Linked DNA regions of Mus musculus: all the other regions are linked to region 1. The links are chromatin contacts, called in public HiChIP or PLAC-seq and capture Hi-C maps. All regions are on one chromosome and are shown on one strand. The core of a region is the stretch at or near the end of the contact, and the rest is flanking DNA. Distances in the headings are between cores, read along the strand shown. Region 1 has its middle 4.4 kb from the start of Gm23132. Region 2 overlaps Myo18a (myosin XVIIIA). Region 3 holds the start of Pipox (pipecolic acid oxidase).

Evidence for each region. HiChIP or PLAC-seq counts read pairs in DNA pulled down with a chosen protein or histone mark. Capture Hi-C pulls out chosen DNA fragments and counts their contacts.
Region 2: a capture Hi-C map of embryonic stem cells shows a contact between it and region 1, with 2.9 times the contacts expected there. The contact joins two enhancer-like sites. A contact is called at or near these places in 1 of 39 promoter capture datasets (embryonic stem cells), 2 of 15 datasets of contacts at CTCF or cohesin (the NIH/3T3 cell line and embryonic stem cells), 29 of 484 Hi-C or Micro-C datasets (B cells, CD8 T cells, ECoMG-derived neutrophils and 12 more), 15 of 115 datasets of contacts at active chromatin or transcription factors (the HPC-7 cell line, the SCID.adh cell line, T-cell acute lymphoblastic leukemia and 6 more) and 4 of 9 other capture datasets (adipose tissue, embryonic stem cells, liver and 1 more).
Region 3: an H3K27ac HiChIP or PLAC-seq map of embryonic stem cells shows a contact between it and region 1, with 5 read pairs. The contact joins the promoter of Pipox here to the enhancer-like site in region 1. A contact is called at or near these places in 3 of 39 promoter capture datasets (the HPC-7 cell line, hematopoietic stem and progenitor cells and macrophages), 1 of 484 Hi-C or Micro-C datasets (nephron progenitors), 1 of 115 datasets of contacts at active chromatin or transcription factors (embryonic stem cells) and 1 of 9 other capture datasets (pancreatic islet).

Annotation. Positions count from the first base shown.
Region 1 is chr11:77,652,300-77,656,276 of GRCm38.p6, reverse strand. No RefSeq gene overlaps it. Among named protein-coding and RNA genes, the nearest start is that of Gm23132, 4.4 kb to the left of the region's middle. Within about 2 kb of position 2,041, at least 9 of the 459 cell types and tissues checked have an H3K27ac peak or open chromatin away from gene starts, as enhancers often do. A contact at or near this core is called in embryonic stem cells, where this site is marked.
Region 2 is chr11:77,805,721-77,810,109 of GRCm38.p6, reverse strand. All of the region lies in intron 1 of Myo18a (myosin XVIIIA), which reads right to left. Among named protein-coding and RNA genes, the nearest start is that of Gm10277, 19 kb to the right of the region's middle. Within about 2 kb of position 2,584, at least 102 of the 459 cell types and tissues checked have an H3K27ac peak or open chromatin away from gene starts, as enhancers often do. A contact at or near this core is called in embryonic stem cells, where this site is marked.
Region 3 is chr11:77,892,394-77,896,580 of GRCm38.p6, reverse strand. It overlaps Pipox (pipecolic acid oxidase), which reads left to right and starts at 2,709. Exons shown (of 8, transcript NM_008952.2): 1 at 2,709-2,914. The coding sequence starts at 2,801.

The DNA of each region.
Region 1 (3,977 bases), core at 792-3,291:
TTTCTCTGTATAGCCCTGGCTGTCCTGGAACTCACTTTGTAGACCAGGCTGGCCTTGAACTCAGAAATCCGCCTGCCTCTGCCTCCCAAGTGCTGGAATTAAAGGCGTGCGCCACCACACCCGGCTATGAGATCAAAATTTACAGAAAAAAAAAAAACCCAGAAACATCCCTACATTCCCACAAGTGTACTTAAACACTTAGGTTAATTCTAGATCTATTAAGCTGACAACCAAGAATAGCCATCACAATGATATCTCTCTCCTCCTCCCCTCCTCTCTCTGTGGTTAAATGTTGTAAACTGGAACCCCAACAGGTAAAAATTAGGGGAAAGGTGCCCAGAGTGACTAACCCCAGCACTTGGGAGATGGAAGCAGGAAGATCAGGAGTTCAAGGTCTTTCTGGGCCCTGAAATATGAGATCTTGTCTTGAAAATAAATAAATAAATAAATAAATAAAATTAGAGGAACAGGCTGAGAATGTTAGCTTAATAATAGGGCACTGTCTAGCATGTGCAAGACCCTACACACACACACACACACACACACACACACACACACACTCAGAGAGAGAGAAAGAGAGAATGGATTTGCTTCTTAAACCTTTTGTAAAACTTCCTGTCAGGCGTGGTGGTGCACGCCTTTAATGCCAGCACTCAGGAGGCAGAGGCAGGCAGATTTCTGAGTTCGAGGCCAGCCTGGTCTACAGAGTGAGTTCCAGGACAGCCAGGGCTATACAGAGAAACCAAAAAACCAGGCTGGAGACATGGCTCAGTGGTTAAGAGTACTGACTACTGTTCCAGAGGTCCTGAGTTCAATTCCCAGCAACCACATGGTGGCTCACAACCATCTATAATGGGATCCGATGCCCTCTTCTGGTGTGTCTGAAGACAGTGACAGTGTATTCACATATATGAGATAAATAAATTCTTTAAAAAAGAAAAAACAAAAAACCAAACCAAAACAAAACAACAACAACAACAAAAAGCTTCATTCTGCCAGGCAGCAGTGTCTCACACTTTTAGTCCCAGCACCCATGACTTTGAGGTTTGAGATCAACCTGGTTTACAGAGAGAGTTTGAGGACAGCCAGAGCTACACAGAGAAACCCTGTCTCTCTCTCTCTCTCTCAAACACACACACACCCACGCACACACAAAATCATTCTATTTCATCTACAAAATACTTGCCCTTTTAATGATGTGACATAACATGTATGTAGATAATTAACAAAACATGACATACCTACCAGTAAAATGTGTGTTCTGAGGAACAGTGGGAAGTCCACAGCATCAGGGAAGGGAAGAAAATGAGAGCCACTGGCTTATCATTCAGTTCCAGAAGGCTAATTATGATCATGAGCTAGGTCATCTATTTTTGTGAAAGTAAACTGTTATTTGCAAAGAAATGGTCTATTTGAAGCTTTCTCAAGGGGAATCCAATAGCTCAGCCTGAGAATTTTGTTGTGAAGTGTCTAGATCTTTTTTTTTTTTTTTTTTTTGAGACAGGGTTTCTCTGTGTAGCCCTAGCTGTCCTGGAACTCATTTTGTAGACCAGGCTGGCTTCGAACTCAGAAATCCGCCTGCCTCTGCCTCCCGAGTCCTGGGATTATATCTTTTTTTTTTTTTTTTTTTTGGTTTTTCGAGACAGGGTTTCTCTGTGTAGCCCTAGCTGTCCTGGAACTCACTTTGTAGACCAGGCTGGCCTCGAACTCAGAAATTCGCCTGCCTCTGCCTCCCGAGTGGTGGGATTAAAGGCGTGCACAACCACGCCTGGCTGAGTGCTGGGATTAAAGGTGTGCACCACCACGCCTGGCCTAAGTGTCTAGATCTTTATGGCTTTTGCTTAAATATACTTCTGCATTGAACTACATGGTACCTAGATAACTAGAGTCAAAGGATATTGTATCCAGGGTGAGTCTCACCCTCATCCCCACTCTAGACAACCCTAATCCCCCACCTCCATGCCCAGTGCTAGACACACTGCTGAGCGGGTGCATGTAACAGTGAGCAAATGCAAAAGGCCTGCAGGTATTGATCTTACAATTGCAAGTACGTGTAAGCACTAGGGGAATTTGCAAATACAGACTCTGTGAGTAATGAGAATTACCTACAGGTAGGAGGAGGGTGGTTACTGTGTTTGTAGATGCAGCAGAAAATGAGATTGTCAGGAACAGGCTCCATCCATTGTCTGTCTTTCTATCTGTTATCTGTAGTATGTCTGCATTCACCCCCTGGCCCAGCTCCTGTAAGCAGCCTAGGAATATCACAAGGAGACACCATCTGTGAAGAGCTTTTGGGGCTGCCTTCTAGGAATTTGGCAGGAATTTGACATTGGTCTAGGACTAGGAAGTAGGCTCAAGATGAATACAGCTGAGGAATGTGTTCTTTGTATCTCTTTTTTCTTTCTTTTTTATTTTATTTTTACTCTTTGTTTTTGTTTTGTTGTTGTTGTTTTTTTGTTTTTTGTTTTTTGTTTTTTTCTTTTTTTGAGGCAGGATTACTCAGTGTAGCCCTGGCTGTCCTGGAACTCACTCTGTAGACCAGGCTGGCCTTGAACTCAGAAATCCACCTGTCTCTGCCTCCCAAATGCTGGGATTAAAGGAGTGTGCCACCGGCGCCCAGCTGTTCTTTGTATCTTGATGGGTCTTGTTAAGTCTCTGAATACAGTAATCATGGGACCTTTGTTTATGCTTTGTTTGTTCCTTGGTTACTTTGTTTATACCTTAGGACTTACCATATTCTTTGTATGTACCTAGAATGATATAAAAGTAGACTGGAGCTGGGCGTGGTGGTGCACGCCTTTAATCCCAGCACTTGGGAGGCAGAGGCAGGCAGATTTCTGAGTTCAAGGCCAGCCTGGTCTACAGAGCAAGTTCCAGGACAGCCAGGGCTACACAGAGAAACCCTGTCTCAAAAACCAAAAAAAAAAAAAAAAAAAAAAAAGTAGACTGGAATGTGGGCGCCTGGTGGCACACGCCTTTAATCCCAGCACTCGGGAGGCAGAGGAAGGCAGATTTCTGAGTTCGAGGCCAGGCTGGTCTACAGAGTGAATTCCAGGACAGCCAGGGCTATACAGAGAAACCCTGTCTCAAAAAACCAAAACCAAACCAAACCAAACCAAAACAGACTGGAAAAATAAACCCACTTCAGCCTCAGCACTGGCTGGAGTTATCTTATAATGTTGTCTAATTGTGTTTTTCTTTTCAGTGCTCACTCCCTCCCTTGAGACCCAGTTTGGCTGACTGAGCTAGCTTGGTCAACCATCACACCTAACAGGAGTCATTTTACCTGTGGACGTCATATTGGAGCAGGGACAATCTTTCTCCAAATTCTACCTTACCCCAGCCAACATGCCTGAACCAGACTCACAGAAAATGCTCATGCCTGAACCATGACTGGCTTGGAGCAACAAACCTAGGCAGCATCTCAAGGGAGCCACGTCTCAATAAAACTGGGATTCTGATAGGAAGAAAGAATGGGAGGAGCGAAAAAAGGTAAGGAGTTGGCAGGGTTTCTACCATGTTGTTTATTAGTGATTGTTTGATATTGTCATGCCGACAGGCCATGATCAGAAAATATACTGCCCAGGCCTTAGTACTTATTTACATAACAGGCATTGATTACTAACAATGTTCATAATCTGTCACCCATTCTTTTTTTTTTTTTTTTTTTTTTTTTAAATTTTTTTTTTTTTAAGATTTATTTATTCTATGTAAGTACACTGTAGCTGTCTTCAGACACTCCAGAAGAGGGCGCTAGATCTCGTTACGGATGGTTGTGAGCCACCATGTGGTTGCTGGGATTTGAACTCTGGACCTTTGGAAGAGCAGTCGGGTGCTCTTACCTGCTGAGCCATCTCACCAGCCCCTCTGTCACCCATTCTTTACCATTTTCTTGTAAATATGCTACAAATAATGTCTGCTAGTCGGAACCAGATGCAGGAGATTGACAGCACTGTGCTCCACTATTCACAAGTAGG
Region 2 (4,389 bases), core at 1,335-3,834, 150 kb before region 1:
CTCCCACACTGCCTGTCCCCAAAGGTCCAGAAAACCAAACCTGAAAGTAATCAACTAAAGGGGCTGGGGTGGGCAACAGAGGGTGGGCCCCAAAGCACCTTAGCTCCCCTCTTCCCTTTCTGTACCCAAAGTGGTGCTACACACTGTATCTTCCACCCCACTGCTGACTTTCCCTCTAACCACACCAACAACACTGGATGGGACAAGGCCAACCCAACACACACACACACACATCTCAGGGAAGCACTTACAGCCCCTTCCTCTTTGCCTGGAGGGCCGGGTTTTGGCACACCTTTGTCCTCCTCTTTAACCTGAGGGAGCAGACAGAGAAGTCACTGGCAGGTCAAAGCTGGGAGAAAAGGTCTAGGGGCCTTCTCTCCTTGGGAAGCAGAGCGGGACTGGGGTTGGGTTCAGAGGTCTGAGCAAGACATCTCTATTTCTGAGATTGAAGCTGCCCAGAGACAGTGTTGTAAGAATTAAGAGTCTCTATGAAAGTAAAATCCCAGGATGCTCGGGGCTCAGTAGCCAGCCCACAGCCCACTGGGGCTGGCAGAGGTCCACCACATCATGATCTCAGGGTCACAGAATTGCCATCCATGCAGATGGGGCAAGGAACGCCAAAGTAAGGTAAGATGTGTAGGGGAGAGAGATCCCTGGCTGGGGTGGGGGTTTGTGCTACAGTCGGAGCCAGCAGCCTGAGTCAGACAGAAGGTGCAGTCAGGGGAAACAGCAGGCGCTGTCACTGTCTGGGAAAGGACTGGTGATGTGGACACTCTGAGGGCTCTTCCAGTGCAAAGTCAAGCTGGGAATGGACTCCAAGGGGCTGGGCCCCAGAGTCAAAAGAGCCCACTCTTCTAGCACCTCTGCCTCCTAAATGCAGGCAGCCCCAGGAGACTTAACGTCCCTTCCTTGCCCAGGCAACCCCACGACAGCCTCAGCATGCCTTTCTTTCCTGCAGAGTAGGAAGACAGGAGCCCAGGAAGAAGATTTGACTTCTAATGGAAGATATTCTTAGCAACATCCAGAATCAATTATCTAATAGAGAAGTGGGGCTGTTCATTTTCAACCAAGGTCCATGGTCAATTTTGAGCTCCAATTAGCAGTGCCTGGACACTGTCCAGCATGGTGGCCACTGCAGTATTGAAGCCACATCTTGTCTACGATGCATATTCAATGGGTCTAGGGTTCAGTTAGTTCTCATTGACATGGGCAAGGCAAGGGAAGATGGCAAAGACTCGAAGAGGAAACCTTCTTACTTCAGAAGCTGGGGTCTGTGCAGAGAAGGGGAGGGGGAGGGTCCGTACAAAAATGCAGGGTGGCTAGGTCTGTACCTGCCGTCCTCCTCAGCAAGGGCCACCATCCCTCCCCATGGGGATCACACCATGCATTAGCCCCTAGGCACACAGGTTAGAGCATATTAAGTATTCCCAAAGCACAGACACTCTCATTAAAGCACACAGTGCAGTTAGTTTGGCTTCGCATATGGCCCAGATTCTAAGTTCACTCGGAGTCCCTCACCAGCTCCAAATCCGTCCTTTCTCCAGTAGCCTGTGTCTGGGGACCCAAATGGCTGTCCTAGGTGAGGCATTGGGAATACTGGTTGCCCCCCAAAGTGCCTGGGACACTAGGCTCAGGTATGAGCTCAGCTCTGGATTTAGCTTCAGGCTGACTCACGCCCTCCCCACCTCCCTAAAGCTTCTGGCTGTGTAGGTCATTGTCCAGCCAGAGACTGTGCATGTGCACAAAGGCGTGCCCAAGTCTGCCACAGCCTGGATTACTCTCTGGAGCTAGCTGCCAACTGGCCTGACATCCCCACTAGCAGCTCCTTTCTTCTACCCACCTCATTCCCCAGACTCTGGGCTCCACAGGCATCACCGAGCCTTCCCCAGAACCCCACAGTCCCGGGGGTGAGGCTGAGCTGCAGGCTGTGGAAGGGTGTGGAGGGATTAGCTTGGAGAGGCAGCAGTAGCACAAAAGGCCGCTCAGCTTACCAGAGGTGGAGCTCAGGGAGGGGAGTGACTCAGCACAGAAGCCATCAAGACAGAAAAGGGCTCCCAAGCCACACTGGTCATTCTCCCTGCACCCCCAAATACACACGCATGCCCAATCCCTCTGTAGCTTCACCATGCTGAGCACATCAGAGAACCAAGATTTTGAAATCCAACTTTCCTTTTGCTCCCAGAAGGCAAACCGCGTTGAAAAGGCCATGGTGCTGGGGGGCAGCCTGTACCCCTGTACCCTGAGTCAGAGAAGAAAGAGGGGCGGGATCTCTCAGGGGTGCAGAGTCTTCCCAAAGGCCAGGACCCGCTGGGATGAATGCTGTGGGTGACAAGAGGAAAGGAGGCTAGAAGGAGGATCCCAAAACTCAGGGCGTGGAAGGACTGAGAAATAAACTGTGGGAAGAAGACGGAGGCAAGGTGGGTGTCGGACGGAGAACGTCTAAACTGGGAAGCTGTGTGTCCTCAAATAAGCTACTTTACCCCTCTGGGCCCGCCTGGAGAATTAGGAACTAGACTGGTCTAGATAATGAATAAAGTCACCTCCAGACCCAGAACTGAAGGAGTCAGGGAGGGGGATGGAGAGCCACTCCCTTGATTCTCCAGGAGACCAAGCAAGCCGCCTGGGGACCCCAGCACCCCTGCCTTCCACCTGCAACCCACGTGGCCTGGCAGGAGTGAGAGGCCTGTGGAATTTTAGCTTTCCTCTCTGCAGGTCCTCAGCACCAGAAATCTGCCCTTGCCCAGGGGAGCTTCTCCAAAGAGTTACTTAGATTCTATAGAATGAACGATCCGGTTTGCTCCTATAGCTGATAGTGATAAATAAATGGTTAGAAATTAGTTTTGTTTTGAAGTGCTGGGGATGGAACCCCGGGCCTCACACACACAAGGCAAGGGCTCCACCTATGAGCTACACGCTAGCCCTATTTTTAATCGGCTATGTTGGCAGAATTCTGTCTTACTATCCAGTCAGTATGCTACAGGTTTTAAGTTTAACTGACTCATTTGGCCTTGAATTCATGTCTACATTTCGGCACTTGTCCAGGGAGGTCCCGTATGACCCAGAAGGACACTGGCCACTAGACATCTGGTTCACTCCTCCACACTAGCTACTCCAGGGACTAGCCCTCTGATAGCATGTGGAGATCTCCCCAGAGGAAGTTGCTGCCTCTGTGCCTGGGGGAGAACCGCCTGAATCTCTCCTCTCTTTCCTTCAGCTGTTTAGGACCAGGAGCAGGCCAACTATATCCAATATGGAGCAGAGAAGGAACTCCAGCCCCAGGGCTGATGGCAGTGCCTCTGAAGCCGTGACTCCAGATGTGAAAACAGGTTTCTCCCAGAGCTAGAGACTTGCTGTGGATCAAGGGCTCCCAGAGAGGACTCTTGTCCCAGACTGGATATTTCTGCTCTAGTAACTTCAGCCATTTCCAGCATTAACTACTGAGTAAGGAATGCCTACATTTAAATGGACTCTATACAAGGTATTTAACATACATTTCCCTAATTATCTATTCATCCTTCCTCATCCATCCATTCAGTCTTCCATTCACTTATTTGTGTGTGTGTGTGTGTGTGTGTGTGTGTGTGTGTGTGTGTGAGTGCATGTAAGATCAGAGGACAACTGGCAGACTCTGTTCTCTCCAACCACGTGAATCCTGTGGAGCTCCCTCAGGCTGTCAGGCTAGGAAGCACTGCCTGAGCCACTGAGCCAACTCCCCAGCCCTTCCATTTAAAACTGTTTGAGGCAGAGTCTGCCAATGGAGCCAGAGCTCACTTTTCCAACTAGTCTAGCTGGCTGACGACTCCTGGGCCTCCATCTGTCTCCACTCTCCAGTGGTGGGTTACAGGTACACATTGCCTGCCACACTCAGGCTTTTTCATATGAGTTCTTGGAATCCAAACTCAGTTCTTATGCTTATACAGCATCTACTTAATGAGTCATCAGCCTAATTTATTTTATCATTTATTTTTTCTTTTGAGACAGAGAATTGCTTTGTAGCCCAGGTTGGCCTAGAATTCACTATATAGACCAGGTTTGCCTTGCTGAGATCGCCTTGCCTTAGCCCTCCTGGGTGCTGAAATTACACGTATGTACACCATACCCAGCTAACCCCAGATTTTCTAATGTAATCTTCTGACATGGAATCATTATTTTATTTTGCTGATGAGAAAAAAGAATTCTGAAAGCTATTATATCACATAGATGATATATGATGGGGCTTAGATTTTCTTCTTTTGTGGGACTTTTGTTTTTTGTTTTGTTTTGTTTTGAGGCAGGATCTCATATTGCCTATACCTGCCTCAATTCAATGTGCAGCCAAAGATGTCCATGGACTCTTGATCTTCCTGCCTCTAACTCCCAAATGGAGCTTGGGTTTGATCTAAAGTCAGT
Region 3 (4,187 bases), core at 1,460-3,959, 240 kb before region 1:
TGCGTTTCTACAAAGCAGGGAACTCATGCCTGCCATTTGGAATCAACATGTCAGCTATTTGCTTAGCTATTCCCCGATGTTGGATCGTTTCCATTATTTTTTAATATTATAAGAGCTCAGATATGCATGTCTTCATATAAAAGCCTTCTCCTCCCCCGAGGGAATAGTTCACCAAGTAGAATTTCTAGGTCAGAATATTTGAACTATTTTATCCTACTGTCCATGGCCCCAGAACGCTCCACGGGACCCTGTATGAATTGCAACTCGGACAACATAATAAGGTTGTATCATTTTTATTTTTGTTTATTTAATAGACACATAATAGTACCTTCGAGTTATTTAATTCCCTTCTCTTCGCCTGCTGGTGAGACTGGGCACACTTCCATGCAAGGATTTATTGCCTGCTTTTCCTTGCGTGCAAGCTGTTCATCTCCGCTGACATCTTATCACAAGAAATCCAGGGGCCGATCTTATATATTTCTATCAAGCCCTTACACACTCAGGGTACCATATTTTTCTTGGTTATATCTGCTATTATTTTACTGTAAGGGATCTGTCCAGCGATGAGGCAGATGTTATCCTGTCCTCTGTGGGGTTGGGGAGGAGGGAGGGGACAGAATGCAGTGACCTTTAGACTCTATTTTTTTTTTCCTCCCTCAGAAGGAAGGAAAAAAAATCCAGTCAAATGGCAGTCCTTCTTTGCGTTCCTATTTTACTAGGAAAGGAAAGACCAGGCAGAAGACAACTAGTTGCTAAGGCTAGTCTGGGGATTGTCTGTGGACGTGTTGCTGGGGATTCAGTCAGCCACTGTGCCCCCCCCCCCCATCATTGTTTTCTCTCTTCCACTGTATGGCCACCAGATACACAGCAAAATGTTAAAATCAGAATCACGACTATAAGTTCTCTCATTGTCACTATAGCATTGTAGTGAGAGGGAAGTGTCCCCGGGCTGGGCTTGTGACTCAGGTAACAGAGTTTCAGCCTAACATTCATTGGTAAAGCCCTGGGTTTGGTCCTCAGCACCATATTAAACCAACATGATGGTACGGGTCTATTTTCCCAGGAGGTAGGGGCAGAAAAATCAGAAGTTCAAGGTCACCTGTGGAGGCAAAGCAGGTTGGAGGCCAGTTAAGCGATACATGAGACCCTGTATCCAAAAAAAACGAAAGAAAATACTAACAAGAAGTAAGTTTTGGAGCAGATAGACCTGGGTTCACATCTTAGCCTCTTGGCACACCTAGAATGGGTCCTTGGGCAGATCCTGCCATCTTTGTCTGTTTAGTGGTGTGTTTATGATTATAAACAACCAACCTCAAAAGTTAGTGTCTAAAAACAAGCATTTTATTTTACTTCATAAAACTGGGGAATGCTGACACAGCTTGGCTGTTGGGTCACGTGCCATGGACTGGGTCAGGTCATGGGTGGTTAGTTTGTCTGGACACAAGGTCCAAAATGGCTTCTCTTCCTATGTGTGACTTTTCTCATCTCTCTCTCTCACAGAGTGGCTGGACTTCTAACATGTTGGTTCAGGGTCTAAGAACGAGTGCTTCAACACAAGAAGATGTCCAAAGGCTTGGGTCAGAAAGAGGGTAGCAGTCACTGTATTCTATTGGGCAAGCATGTAATGGGAAAACCGACAGAGAACTTGAGGCTATCTCTAATCTGCTCAAAAAAAATGAGGATAAAAATACACACACACACATACAAAAAAAAAAAAAAATCCTGAGAATTTAATGAGATAATGTATTCCGAGGCAGATTTACCAGGAAGCTAATAAAACTTCAACCATGGGGCTCTCTAATTGAGCGGTCTCTTCGAAGTCCTGCCATCTAGTTTTGCATGACTAATTTTTTCTTTTTTTTTTTTTTTTCTCTTTTATTTTTAGTGCTGGGTGCTAAACCCAGGACCCCGAACATGCCAAACACAAAAGTCTACCGCTGAGCTAAGCCTCCAGGCCCCTTTCCCCTTTTATCTTAAAATGGACCCCCAAAGTGTATAAGAATCAGGACCTGCCAACCCTGGCTCTGTCCCCAGTGCCTGTAACAATCCCCATTGAGCCTGCTGCCTGGCACAGAAGGCTTCTCTGCACATGGCCCCTGTGTGTGCTGGCTGGTGCCTGGTTCCCCGTGTGCCTGAGGACAAGGTTCTTCCTCGCACTGTCCTTTCCTGGATTTTTTTTTTTCCTCTTCAGGATCATTTATTGTCCTTTTTTCAACATGAAAGTAAAACACACTGAGAATGATTTCATAATCACAAAACTGCCCTCCCAGTTGGCCCCTGCATCTACCCCCTGACCTCGCCACCCACCAGGGAGGAGGGCCATACCCTGGGCATCCTGCCAAGTTCTTGGCTGGCCGGGTAGCTCTCTGGAGGAAATCAAGCTGCAGAGAGGGAAGCCAGCAGGGGGAGGCAGCATTCCCGGGGCCCAGCTTGGTCTGGGAGGCATTGAAATTCCGGGCAAAGTCCTGAGACAAAGATCATAATGAGACAGGAAGGTGGCATGGGAAGGCGCCATTTGCATGACAATAATTGAGCCAAGAATAGCAAACTGGAGGGATGCAAGGGTGAGGCTAGCAGCTGAGCTGGGCGAAACCTCACAAATCAGTCCACCCAGCTCTGCTCTGCAGGGGGAGGCGGAGGCTGAGCCCTGTGCCAGGCTTTTTGGGGAGGGAAAGAAAGACAAGGACATGAGCCCCAAGGGATTGTGGGAACTCTAGTTTAGCTGGACTTTGCCTCCCTCCTCCCCCTGTAGCCTGGAGGTGCCTTTGTTTGCCTTCTCTTCAGTGGGCTTTGTGGCATCATGGCTGCTCAGACAGATTTCTGGGATGCTATTGTGATTGGAGCAGGCATCCAGGGCTGCTTTACCGCGTACCACCTGGCCAAACACTCCAAGAGCGTCCTCCTGCTGGAGCAGGTACACTGTGCCTTCTGCCCTTCTGCTATATAAGACTGTCCCCTCTTCTTTCCTCTCCTAGGGAGGGCTTTCCAGAATTTTTGGGCTATAAGTGAAGCCAAACGGTCAGACATCAGGAATTCTGTGCACTTCGTAGCTTCGTAGCCACTTCACGTGGATCTTGACAATGCAAAGAAAATTCCCACCCTTAAGTCCACGTGAGGTTTCTTGGTATACTCTTTTAAGTCTCTTAGTTCTTGCCCCGGATCAAGAAGTGTCCCACTTCTTTTCATTCTTGCAACCCTGTCTTGTCTTTGCCCACATGGTTGATACAACCAGAAAAAGAATCAATTCTGCTCTGGGTAACCTTAAATAAAGACAGTTTTGCCTAGAGGCAAAGGCTGATGTACCAGCTTTGGAGAAAGCTGCGTTTTCTCAGCTGCTCCTTCCAGAACCTAGCAGGAGCTGCTGTTGAATTCTTCCACCTTTGGGTAACAGCGACCTCCTCACTTGATGCCCGGGAACTAAGACACAGGTCGTCTTTCCTTAAAGGAAAAGTGATCACATGACTGCTTCAAATGAGGGTGGCACTGGGACCCTGCAGGGCCCCTCAGGGGTGGGGCCTATGCAATCTGTCAAGTTGAGTTTTCTACCCCTGTGGCTTCTTCCTTTCCATTCTGCCTTGCAGCTCTCTGAGCAGGTTACCACATCCTGGGAATTGTCTTCAGTTCCTCTGTTTTCCCAAAGCCCAAGGGATTTCTGTTACAACCTGCAGGAAAACCTCCATTTTGCTTCACCCCGCACCCCCCTAATCCTAAGATTGCTCCCTTATCCTGGGTACCTGAAGGCTCAGTGAGATGACATCCTTTTCCTGATCCGGAAAACCATGGGGCTCGATTTGCATAATCTGGAAGGTTTTCTGACTCTGCTTTTCTAGGCATCTAAGCAGGGTGTGAATTCAGTGGGATAATAGAAGGTTATTAACAAATGGATGGGTGGCTGCCAGGGCTATTTACAAAAGGAAAAATTTAGTCAGTGCTGAGGTACTATTGCTAACCAGAATGCCTGGCCAATCAGTGGGCCTCAAGGAGACCTGGAAGTATGGAAATATTTGAAAATATCTAGGCCTGGCGATGAGCACCTGAAAATCCCAGTTGCTCAGGAGACCAATGTAGGGGGATTGCAAGCTTAAGGCCTGCCTGGGCTACATAACATGACAGTGACTCAAATAAGAAATAAAAAGAGGTCTAGGGCAATAGATAGCTCATCTGCAGGGCACCTACTTGCCTCCTTT